Linked DNA regions of Pan troglodytes: region 1 is linked to region 2. Evidence: chromatin contacts called from public HiChIP or PLAC-seq data. All regions are on one chromosome and are shown on one strand. Each heading gives the region's core, a stretch centred on a gene start, on an enhancer-like site or on the middle of the called end of the contact. The rest is flanking DNA. Distances are from core to core; before and after follow the strand shown.

The links. HiChIP or PLAC-seq counts read pairs in DNA pulled down with a chosen protein or histone mark.
Region 1: a contact with region 2 is called in an H3K4me3 HiChIP or PLAC-seq map of stem cell-derived excitatory neurons, with 2.1 times the contacts expected there. The contact joins the promoter of DNAJC5B here to the promoter of PDE7A in region 2. A contact is called at or near these places in 3 of 7 Hi-C or Micro-C datasets (blood, a lymphoblastoid cell line and stem cell-derived neural progenitor cells) and 1 of 1 datasets of contacts at active chromatin or transcription factors (stem cell-derived excitatory neurons).

Annotation. Positions count from the first base shown.
Region 1 is chr7:74,662,084-74,668,056 of NHGRI_mPanTro3-v2.0_pri, reverse strand. DNAJC5B (DnaJ heat shock protein family (Hsp40) member C5 beta) reads right to left here and starts at 1,352. Exons shown (of 6, transcript NM_001246535.1): 1 at 1,219-1,352. LOC104007631 (a long non-coding RNA gene) reads left to right here and starts at 588. Exons shown (of 5, transcript XR_001720219.3): 1 at 588-658; 2 at 1,694-2,031; 3 at 5,328-5,388.
Region 2 is chr7:74,483,973-74,489,730 of NHGRI_mPanTro3-v2.0_pri, reverse strand. It overlaps PDE7A (phosphodiesterase 7A), which reads left to right and starts at 1,888. Exons shown (of 14, transcript XM_063816332.1): 1 at 1,888-3,906; 2 at 4,919-5,015. The coding sequence starts at 3,440.

The DNA of each region.
Region 1 (5,973 bases), core at 103-2,602, 180 kb before region 2:
CAATGGCTATCAATGAAGGAAGCCTAAAAACTGGGCCAATGAGATTTTAATGTTCAAGGTCTTAAGTGGTTATGATTAGATCATAACCTAATTGTGAAAATCACAGTGACTTCTGTACAGAAGTTGAATGTGTGCTATAAAGTTTATGTGCAAGTATATTTTGCTTTTATCTGGATCTCTCAGTTTTACATGCTTTGGGGACTATTACTACTTTCATAGAGTGTGAGAGTATTGACCTTACTGCTGTGATATATTTATTCGTGATGTGTTGGAGGCCAAGGAGAGTTAGAGTTGTGTCCTGTGGATAGAGAATCCATCTCCTCCTCTTCTTGTCGATGGCTGTTGGGGTCCCCTGTGGGTAACTGACCTACCTGTCAGAACATGGACTCTTACTCCCACTGAGGGAGCATCGCCATCAACTCTGACCTTGCAGGCAGAGCTCAGCGTGCCTGCCTGAGCTGTCCTGTGCTCCAACTCCGGGGTTGCAGTGTGCTAAGACCCAAGGGAGTCCACATGGGGATGAGTCAGGGCCTGGCGCTGGCCCCGTGCTCCGCCCCACTGGTAAACAGAACAGTTCTTTGCCGTCACTCAGAGCCTCTCAGGGCCCCAAGACTCCAGGAAGAAACAAGTGTTGTAGAAGCCAAAACCCCAAGGCAAGGTAAAGAAAACAGAACTGTCCGCATCCCCAGCAATGATTTCACTGGCAGAAGTTGCTGGGGGCGGGGTGGGGGGTCCGGTATATGTTCCAGCAGAGCTGTTTTACTTACTTCTCAACCAAAAGGCCCTTCTCTTTTACTCTTTATAGGGGTATCCTTTTGCCTTTCAAGATTTGAACTTTCAAAACTTGACCTTAGAGTCAGTCTTGCTTGCTAACCCATAATACAACTTTGCACCTTTTATTACTTTTGTTTGTTTTTGTACTGGCTTCTATTAAAATACTTCCTTAGTTAACTTATTTTTGTTTACTCTACCCTGTCATCCGGGGAGGGGCTATTGAAAGAAAAAAACCTCTAAATAGAAATATATCACCAGCAGCACAAGTGGACTACAGACTCGGAAATGTCCTCACCGTCCGGCTTCATGGCAAGCAGCCTGGCTGTTGGCAAGATGCGCCCAGCTCTGCTTCTGCTCGTGTGGAACCTTACATTACCCTAACGCAGCTGGGGCACACGCCGTCTGTGCTTATACTGTTCTTCTTAAGCTTGGAGACACACTCACCTTGAGATCTCTCCTCTTTTTCATTTAGACACTGGCAAGTCCTGTTCTGAGCTTAGCAATGCCAAGTACCTGAACTGGAGGCATGGCTGGCTGATCCCTTCTAGCTCCCTCCAGTAGTGTCCCACCTTGGCTATATCAGTAACTGCGCCTCCTGTTATTTCTCCTTCCCGGTTGTCAAGGTCAAACCTGGGCTGGATATTGTGATGTCACAGAGTGGAATCCTCGCTCCTCCAGATGGTCCAGCTGAGGCCCTCTTGGACAACACTTCCTCTCCTGCCCACGGTGGGAGGTTGGGAAGGACATTCCCCCATTTCCATTTGCTCTGCCATTCGAAACCTTGTGAGGGCCCTCAGGGAAGAATCCCTTTGCAGGTCATAAACTGACCTACAGAATTATGGGATCTTAACTGTGGGGAGAGACCTAGAAGACCGGCTAGTGACCAGATTCTCATCTAACTCCTTTCTTTTTTTTACAGATGAGGAAACTGAGGCCCCACGTGGTGAAGTGGCAGATCTGATTCTAGAGCCCAGGTGCCCTCAGTGTCAGCCCCTGCCATTCTGACCATGCTGCACTCAGATCTTGTTCTACTCTCTGGAGTTTGTCCACATCACAGTTTTCTGGTAGCTCATCAGACAATTTTTACCCGAATCCACCCACAACAAGAGACCATTTGGATAATGTACATTATGGGAAGAGAACAGAGTCTCGGTGAAGATCATGTTTCCCCAGCAACACAGGTGCCAGGAGTAGCTGGCTCTGGTCCCAGCCCAGACTCAGAAATCCTGAGCCACCAGACCATTTCCAGATTAACAAGTAAGGTGACTTCTGAGCAACTAATGTTTTCATTGAGATTTGATGATAAGCAGCAAAGCTCAAATGAAAGTCCAGAGTTAGTGTTGGCAGGGCGAGATGGCTCATGCCTGTAATTCCAGCACTTTGGGAGGCTGAGGTGGGAGGATCACTTGAGCCCAAGAGTTTGAGACCAGCCCGAGCTATATAGTGAGACCCCATCTCTACAAAAAATACAAAAATTAGCTGGGCGTAGTTGTGCGTGCCTATAGTTCTAACTACTCAGGAGGCTGACAGGGGATGATCGCTTAAACCCGAGATATCAAAGCTGCAATGAGTCGAGATTGCACCACTGCACTCCAGCCTGGACGGCAGAATGAAACCTTGTCTAAAACACACACACACACACACACACACACACACACACACACACACACACACACACAGTATTGATTACAGCGCTATACCAGGTTCTAGTGTTGAGTAAGGGACAGGGAGGAGCAATCTGTAAAGAAATAGAGTCTCACTGGAATTTCATTCTTCATTATTTCATACCCTTCACTTTTTCTAGACGCTAACCCCATATGATACTAAAAAGTATCTGTATTGCATCAGACGACGTATCTGTGAAGTCAGAGAATTGTGCTTTAAGAATCTCTCAAGAGGAGAACATATATTGGGCTTTCATAATACCAATAACATTTTACATCATGCTTCATTTACAAGCTATTTTCACACATATCACTCTATTTAATCTTCACAACTTGGTGAGATAAACAAAGTATTATTTTCAGTATAATTTTCTGGATGAGAAAATTATAGCTTAGAGAAGTTGTGTCTTGCACGAGATCACAAAGCTAATTAAGTGGAAAGGTTACTTAACATTAACTACAAACCAGATCTTCCACCAAGCCTTTTCCCCACCACAGGGCTTCGCTGGTTGGGGAGAAATTGTCATTTGGTCCCAGAACACACTTGAAGGCCACTGCCTTAAGCAACCCTTTGAGTAACAAGGAAGAAAGTATTCCCATAGGTCATAAATACTGCTTTACTAACTTCCTAAATGTCTTCATAAAATCTTAGGGAAATGGTTAATGGACACTAATTTTAAACTTTAAAATAATATAATTATTGCCCTTTCTTCCAACAATTCCACATCTGTGAATTCTCCTAAGAGAACCATTATGGATATGAAAAATATTTAGCTACAAGAGGTTTTTTGAAGCACTGTTTATAACAGAAAACATATATGAAGCTCAGCATTGGAAAAGTGGTAAAATGGATTATGCTGAACTCAAGAAAATAATGTCAGGGTTTCCCACACTTTGATTATTCATGTGGCATCTTCAGAATATTGCCATCTGCACTAATATTTACTTAACATTTTCCTTTAAATTAATTCATACATTTTACTGGAATAAAATTATTTAAAGGTATTTTTTATTATTAACATAAGTAGAAATACAGTATTAATTGCCTTAAATGTCAGATGACAATAAAAACAAATACAATGAAAACAAAGTAATGTTATTAATGCATGAATTTGGTCCCAATACCTTGAAGAAAACATATGACTGATTTAATAAAATCACAAGTAATCCCTTTTTTTTGCCATCACAAACTTCACCTTTCTGCATTAAAAAATCTCTTTTTTTACCTCTGATCTATAAAAGGTTCAATGGAAAAAAGATATGCAGTGTGTGTCTGACCCCAAATCACAGTTAGATATATTTATGCATACCTTGCATACTAAATCAGTAATTCTCAAAACTTGCTTGAAAGGTCACCTTGCTTAGAACAGGGTATTCCTCTGGCAGGATATGCAGGGATCAAACCTCTTTGCTCAATGCAGTCTTCCTCCAGCTATCATCTCAGGGCAAATAAAAATGACATCTTTCCTTGTGTTTTGTCTTGGCTGAGCATACTCAATACTGTACATTCTGTGGAGGTGTGGGTTATGCCGCATCCTTTGAGCATACATCCCTGTGTTGAAACAGGTGCACACCTGTAGCAGAGGCAGGCAAAGCCTCACACCTGGAGCACACAGAAGCTTCAGTCCCCTATGGCAGTGATGAGGGAAGCCTGCATAGCTCTTCAGAAGCAGGCACTCTGCAGGCTAAGTGAAAGCTATAGATATTTGTAAGTCAGAGTTCAAAGGTTTTTGCTTAGTTATGGAGGAGGATTTTGTGGGGGGAAATGCTAATTTTGTCAACACTTAAATTCCACTTCAAGGCAGAATTTCTCAAATTGTGTTCTACAGACCACCTGCACCAGAATCACCTACTTCATATATATATATATATGCAGATTCCCACACAGCTTCCTGCATTTACTGCCTCCAAATCTCACGGCCTGAGTGAGAGACTCATGTTAAGTCAAGCTTCTCCAGGAGCTTGTGGTGTAGGTGTACACAAATACTTGAGAACAATGCTCTAGGCCAGAAGTTCCCAAACTTTAGAGCAAACCAAAGAGTGCCTGGAGGACTTGTTTTTGTTGTTTGTTCGTTTGTTTTGTTTTCTGAGATGGAGTCTCACTCTGTTGCCCAGGCTGGAGTGCAGTGGCACGATCTCAGCTCACTGCAACCTCCGTCTCCCAGGTTCAAGCAATTCTCTGCCTCAGCTTCCCTAGTAGCTGGGCTTACAGGCACCCCCCACCACGCCCAGCTAATTTTTTGTAATTTTAGTAGAGATGGAGTTTCACCATTTTGGCCAGGCTGGTCTTGAACTCCTGACCTCGTGATCCACCCGCTTCGGCCTCCCAAAGTGCTGGGATTACAGAAGTGAGCCACCGCGCCCGGCTGAGGACTTGTTAAAACACAAATTGCAGGCCCCACCCATCAAGTTTCTAGTTTGGGATGTCTAGAGTGAGGCTCAAGACTTGACACTTTTAGCAGGTTCCTAGGCCTGATGGTGGACACCAGACTTTGAGAACTACCGCACTTGGACCAAGAAATTGAATGTACAGTATAGAGTGCTCTCGATAGTAGTACAGAATGTACAGTATTGAGTACGCTCTAAAGGCATTTCCAAAGGCCTAGGAAATGGAGTTTGGACCTTGAGTCTTTACGTATTCAGAAAAGAATTGGTATAGAAAGGAATTTTGTTCTTATTTTGCTTTTGGTTTTTGTTCTTTAGGATTTTTCTTACAAATAATTTTTATTTTTCCACTAAAATGCTCGTAGTCTATGTCCATCCATTCAGGATACTTCAAGGTTAAACAGAATCACTTCCTTATTTTGTACCTTTTAAAATATGGGAATCTTAATGAATGAACACAATTGATGTCTGACTTTTCAGAGGCCTGCATTAATTTGATTTCAGTGACCCACTGGAAACCAGTGTCAGCATAACAACAGTTACGAGAGCTAAACCTACAAAACAGGTAAGGCATATAAACTGACTAAGTGCTAGAGATTTTAATTAAGCCTAGTGACTCTGAAGCTGGACTCCCTCTTAAAAGATGTTGAGAATTCAACTTAATTCTGAAAAAGTACATCTAAATTCGGGTCTTTTTACCAACCAAACTATTTATGCTTAATAGAAATGGAAGCGTGCCTGTAGAATCAGAAAGATCTTTCTGTTGAATCAGAAACATATTGCTAATGTTTGTAGCTATGGGACCCACCTCATGTACAAACAAAATCATAACATTTTCTCAAAACAAAGGTAGTACTATATACCCCAACAGAATTCATTTTTAAGGAGTGCTAATGACATTATTAAAAGAAAATGTCAGCCAAACTGCAATAAAACATTTCCAGGCCAATAAAAGTAGTTTGAGTTGAATGCTCTAAAACTATTGGCTTTGAAAGGTTAAAATAATAAGTGATCACAGATCCAAGAAACACAATGCTCAAGTCATTAGCAGAGGCATTTTATGCTGTATTGTAAGTAAAGTGTAAGGCATGTATTGGTTTAGATCCTATAAGGTGATCCCTATAAGACCAATGCCTGCCCTTTCTATGTG
Region 2 (5,758 bases), core at 639-3,138:
ACACCAACACTTTCAGAAAAATAGAACTGTAATGAAACCTTTCCAGCTCATTTTATGAGGCAAATATTGACCCGACACCAAAGCCAGATAAAAACAGTACCAAACAAAACTATAAATCAGTAGGAGCAGAGCAGACTTTTATTTGTAATGCTCTAACCTACTAGGGAATGCCTAAAGGACTGGTCTCCGCTTTGCCTAACTCAGATCTCAAGCAGGGAGAAGCAGTGGCTGCTGCTTGGGAAAGTTGCAGGGAGACTGGCCCGTAGACACCTGGGGTAAGACATTATGGGTAGAGATATATAATAGACCACCAAAGGCCTCAAGGAGAAACTCATTTGGAAAATAAGACATTAAAAAGCAGCTGTGTATACAGAGAAATTTAAAAAGCCACACAATGGCCCGAGCAAGATGCATGCTCATACAAGAACTTGTAAGGTCTTAAGCTTTCTCCTTAAGCTGAAGCTGATCCTAAGGCTTAGAACCATGGGCCACCTAATTAGTGAAAAACTTCCCTGGCACAGGGCCAGTGTGCAAAGACTGGGGGAGGTATCTGTTTTCTCAACTGCCCAATTTTCAGCAATAACAACAAAACTCCCACAAGACATATTTCAAAAACCCAGAAAAACATGTCCCTCTCAAAAAGAAAATAAAGTAGCAGTTACCTTCCCTGAAAAAACACAGACATTAGACGTACTAGACAAATACTTTAAAATAGCTGTCCTTAATATGCTGAAAGAGCTAAGGGAAAATATGGACAGAGAACTAAGTGGAATCAGGAAAACAATATGTAAACAAAATTAATCATTGGCAAAGAGATAGAAATTATAAACTGGAACCAAATTCTGAAGCTGAAAAATACAATAACCAAGTTGAAAAATCTATTAGAGGGGTTCTCCAGCAGACTTGAATAGGCAGAAGAAAGAATAAGTGAACTTGACTATGGGACATGTGAAATTACAAATTCTGAGAAACAGAAATAAAAAGGAGTAAAGAAAAGTGAACAGAGTTTAAGGAACATATGTGACACCATCAAGCAGACTAATGCATGCATTATGGTATTTACAGAAAGAGAAAAGGGAAAGAAGCAGAGAGATTATTAGAAGAAACAATGGCAGAACACTCCCTGAATTTACAGAAATCATGTTTAGATATCTTAGATCAGCCAAATTCAAGTATGACAAACCCAAAAAGACCCAGACCAAGACATTATCACACTGCTGAAAAAAAAAGAATTTTGAGAGCAATGAGAGAAAAGTAATTCTTTATATACATGGGATTCTCAATGAGATTATTATTTAATTTCTCAGCAGAAACCTTGGAGCCAGAAGGCATCCAAGGCATGTGGTCCCCTATAACCTGTTGAGAAAAATATTTGCAACTGATTTACAGATAGTGCTGCATTTTATGGTGCAGACAGTGGACAGCTACAACACGATGGCCCCTCTCTGTGGTGGTTCTAGAGGCGGTGAAGAGAAATACTCCCAGTCAGCAGAACTTGGAGCTGCATACCTGGTTGTTCATTTTGTCTGGAAAGGGGAATAGCTACATGTGGAGGTCTATACTGATTCATGAGCAGTATCTGACTGCTTGGATAGATGGTTTGGACCTCGGAAGGAATATGATTAGAAAACTGGTGACAAGGAGGTCTGGGGAAGGAAAACATGTTGGAAAGATTAAATGGGCACATAATGTGAAGATATTTGTGTTTCATGCGAATACTTTCTAAATATTCAAGTCGGCTATTATATTTCAACCATGTAAAAGCCTCCTTTATAAGAATTTTGCAGTTTTTGATACTTTTTTCTTAGGTACTTTTCTTTTTGTTACAGAAAGTAATGGCATTTCTTTATTTAACTTTTGCTCCCTGTGATAGTTAATTTTATGTATCAACTTGGCTAAACTGTGATGTTCAGTCATTTGGTCAAATACTAGTCTAGATGTTACTATGAAGATATTTGTGGGTGTGACTACCATTTGTAATCCATTGGTTCTAAGCAGATTACTCTCCATGGAGTGGGTGGACCTCATCCAAAGAGTTGAAAGCATTAAGAGCAAAGACTTAGGTTTCCTGAGGATGACTCAGGTCTGCATCAAGACTCCAATGTAGAAACCCTGTCTGAGTTTTCAGCCTGTGGTTCTGCTGTGCAGATTTCAGACTCAAGACTGCAATTTCAACTCTTACTTGAATTTCCAGCCTGCTGGCCTGCCCTACAGATTTCAGACTTGCCAGCCTTCACAAAACATAAGCCAATTCCTTAAAATAACTCTCTCTCCCTCTCTCTATATGTACATCCTATGGGTTGTGTTTCTCTGAACAACCTGATTAATGTGCTGTAAAGAACACTGTAAAGAGCTGAAAAACTCTGGTCTTGAGATACTGTGTGGTATGGTGGAAAACGCATGGCTCTGAAATCATAGACCAGAGTTCACTGGGACAAATGACTTATGGTCTTGTAATCTGATTCCTCATCTGTAGAATCAGGATAAAATTACCTGACTTACGTGGCTATTGCGTTGGGTAAAGTTAAACATTGTAAGTAGAATGCCTGTCATGGTTTTTGGTTCACAGGTGCACAATAGTAACCAACTATGTTGAAGGGGGTTACATTTTTTAGTTATCTACTTAGTGCTCTGAGTGTCATTAAATGATTTAATCAACCTGAGTCTCTTAGATGTTATTAAATGTAATATAGTTATTTTATTTGGCACACAGTAACATCACACCAATATCACCTCCTGGATGGTTAGATTTACACAGAATTCAAACATTATTTGAGGTTAGTTCTTGCCACTTATCTGTGTAAGGTCTAGGGCAAGCGTGTTTCCATGAGCCTATTCTCAACTCAGGTACTAATAATTACCTCATGAGGTTTTTGTGAGAAGTAAACGTGATAACGCAGGAAAACTTGCTCAGTATAATCCCAAGCATATAGTAGATGCTCAATACATCTACTAGAAGTTGTGGGAGTAATTTGGATTTCAAAGATGAGTTGGATCAGCTGTACTAAAGGGGAGCTTACATCATCTAATGAAGACAAAATCCACAAGACCACGTTGGAGGTTATAGTTCTTTTAATAGTAGAAAGCAGACAGGTAGAAAAATATCCACGTAGGAGGTATAAAGTTTTAGCAAGAGAAAAGAAACATGCCATGGGAAGATGATAAAAGGTCTACTTTTGCTCATTTACCGGATTACGTGCATTTGGTATGTGATCTCATCATCAGTGGAAGTTATGCAGTGCTTTCAAAGGCCTTCCACCTTGTCAGTGGCTAGTCATCTCAAATCAGTAGAAAGGTGGATGCCCTAAGAACTGAACCAAAGCAATAATTTTGCCAGCAGGGGAGAGGTTGTTCAGGCTGAAATCCCAAAGGCTGGAATGCATTAGAAACAATCAGTTGATGCTGAAAGCTTTGACCGTTTAGTGAGAAATGTGACAAAATGAACACTCAAATTACATATCTAGCTTACAAAACAGGTCAACAGCTCTTTATCTTTTCTCGCTTTCGAAAAATCTTAAGTCAACAAACAACACTTTTGGTAGAGGGGCATGCAGTCTACTTTTTCCCTTTGTCTTCTCAGTATCATCCTTTCTCATTCTTTTCACCCATACTCTCACTTCTTTCTCAGTCTTGGTTTTTTCCCTTTGTCTCCGGGTCCCCTTCTCACTTCCGAATTCTCGGCTCCCCTCTCCGCCCCTCGGGCTCGGGATGGCCCCGGGGCCGCATCTGCCAGGGGAACGCTGGAGCCTGGCCCCACCGAGGGACTGGCAGTGACGTAGCCAGGAGGACGGTGCTCGCGCGGCCCGCTGACGTCACTGCCGCAGCGGTCTCTAGCGAAACCCATGAATGGGAATTCAAGGAGGGAAAAGCCAGCAGTGACCCCGCGGTCAGGGCTGAGGACGGCGAGTGCGCAGGGTGCTTTGGGTTTCTGGGGTCAGCAGGCCGGAACGGCGCCTCTAGCGCGGGACGAGCAGACCCCATAGCCTAGGCGCGCTGGAACGCACGAATTTAGCGCTCGGGGGGATGCCCCGAAACGGTGGGGCCTCGTGCGCACGCGCCTCGACTGGCGAGGAGCTAGGGAAGGGAGTTACGGCGGGGCGTGAAGGGAACTGCGGATGAGATAGATGGGGGAAAACGTTTGTCGGGAGGCGACTCCAACAGAGCTTCAGGGTGCAGAACACAAGGAAGGCTACTGTCGCCCTCGGCCGCTTGCCAGTCTCCCTGGGCGCTGCGGCGGCGCGGGGCGCTGGGCCTGCGGCGCGGCGTCGTGACGTCACGGTGGCGGCAGCCGTGGTTGGCGCAAGGTCCGCGGCTGCAAAGTGTGAATTACGCCGGGCTCGCGCCGGCGGCGGAGTGAAGTCAGGCTCCGGGGGAGGGGAGGAGCAGGACTCCGGCGGCGGCGGCGGCGGCGGCGGCGGCGGCCCGAGCTGGTCGCTGCTCCTGAGTCCCGCGCGCCCTGGGTCTGGCCGCTGGCTCCAGCTGTCTTTTCTTGCACTGCTTTGCTCCGTTCGTGCTGCGCTCGAACTCTGCAGTCCGGGTACCTGCTCCTCTCGGCCGAGGAGCCCCAGGGCGGCGGGGTTCCCTTTCCGACTTTGCCTGTGCTGGCCCCGCTTGCACCCCGTCCCCCCTCGCCTGGAGCGAGGCGCGCGCCGGTCCTGGTAATTGGCGCCGCGGCCGCCGCAGAGCCTTCCCGCCGGCGGCCCGAGCGGAGGGCTGGGGTTGGGGGGGCGTGAGCGCGGCTTCCCGGCCCGGGGTCGGTCCCCGCCCGCCCTGCCCCCGTCTCGGCCCGGAGCCCCCGAGCCGCGGCCCCCTCCCAGTGCAGGGGCCGGCGGCCGCGGCAGGGCGGGCGCCGCGCGGAGGCAGGGCGGGCGTATTCAATGGAAGTATGTTACCAGCTGCCGGTACTGCCCCTGGACAGGCCGGTCCCCCAGCACGTCCTCAGCCGCCGAGGAGCCATCAGCTTCAGCTCCAGCTCCGCTCTCTTCGGCTGCCCCAATCCCCGGCAGCTCTCTCAGGTAATCGCCGCCGCCGGGCCCACACTTGAGGGCTTCTCTCTTTTGTTTCCCTCTGCCCACCCAGCTTCACCTCCTCTACAACCCCCAGCCCGCGCATTGTCCATTGTCTGGGGATTTCTAGGCTGGCCTTTCGATTGGAGAGCCTTTTCTTTGAGTCTTCCTGGCTGTCCCCCCTCAGTTCTCCAGCCTCCCCAAAACCCCACCCTGGTGGGTTCCGGGATCCTCTCATCAGACCCTCCCCAGGCTCGTCACCCTCTGTGCCCAGCAGTTTAAGCCTCAGGAATGACCGCCCTCGTCTTTTTCGGTCTGGAAGTTGAGTCTTTATTCCTTAGTCGTGGCCCCAGAGTACACCTGTGCTCCCCCGCCTTGCAACATACCTGTCCCCCTTCCCATACACACAACTGTACGGGGTTCGCGCCTCTCCTCCCCCAGCTCCCGCGCGCCCCGCGGCGCTCGCCTGGTCCTGCGATTCCCTCTGAACAATAGGCCTAGATGCCCCGTTGGTGTAGTCTCCCCGACTCCTTCGTTTCTGTGGCTGGGCTGTACTGGGTATCAGAGGAACAAGTCTGCAAAGTTCATAGCCAGCAATCAGTTTTGTTTTTAATTTGATAAGGAGATTTTAGGAGAGAAACTACTGATGTACACTCATGGGAAGACTTTGGTCCAATACCAGTTGCTCCTGAGCATTTCTGTTTTTTTCCTGTGGTGATGCCGTTGGCCCAATTCCTTAGGTTTGGCTAATT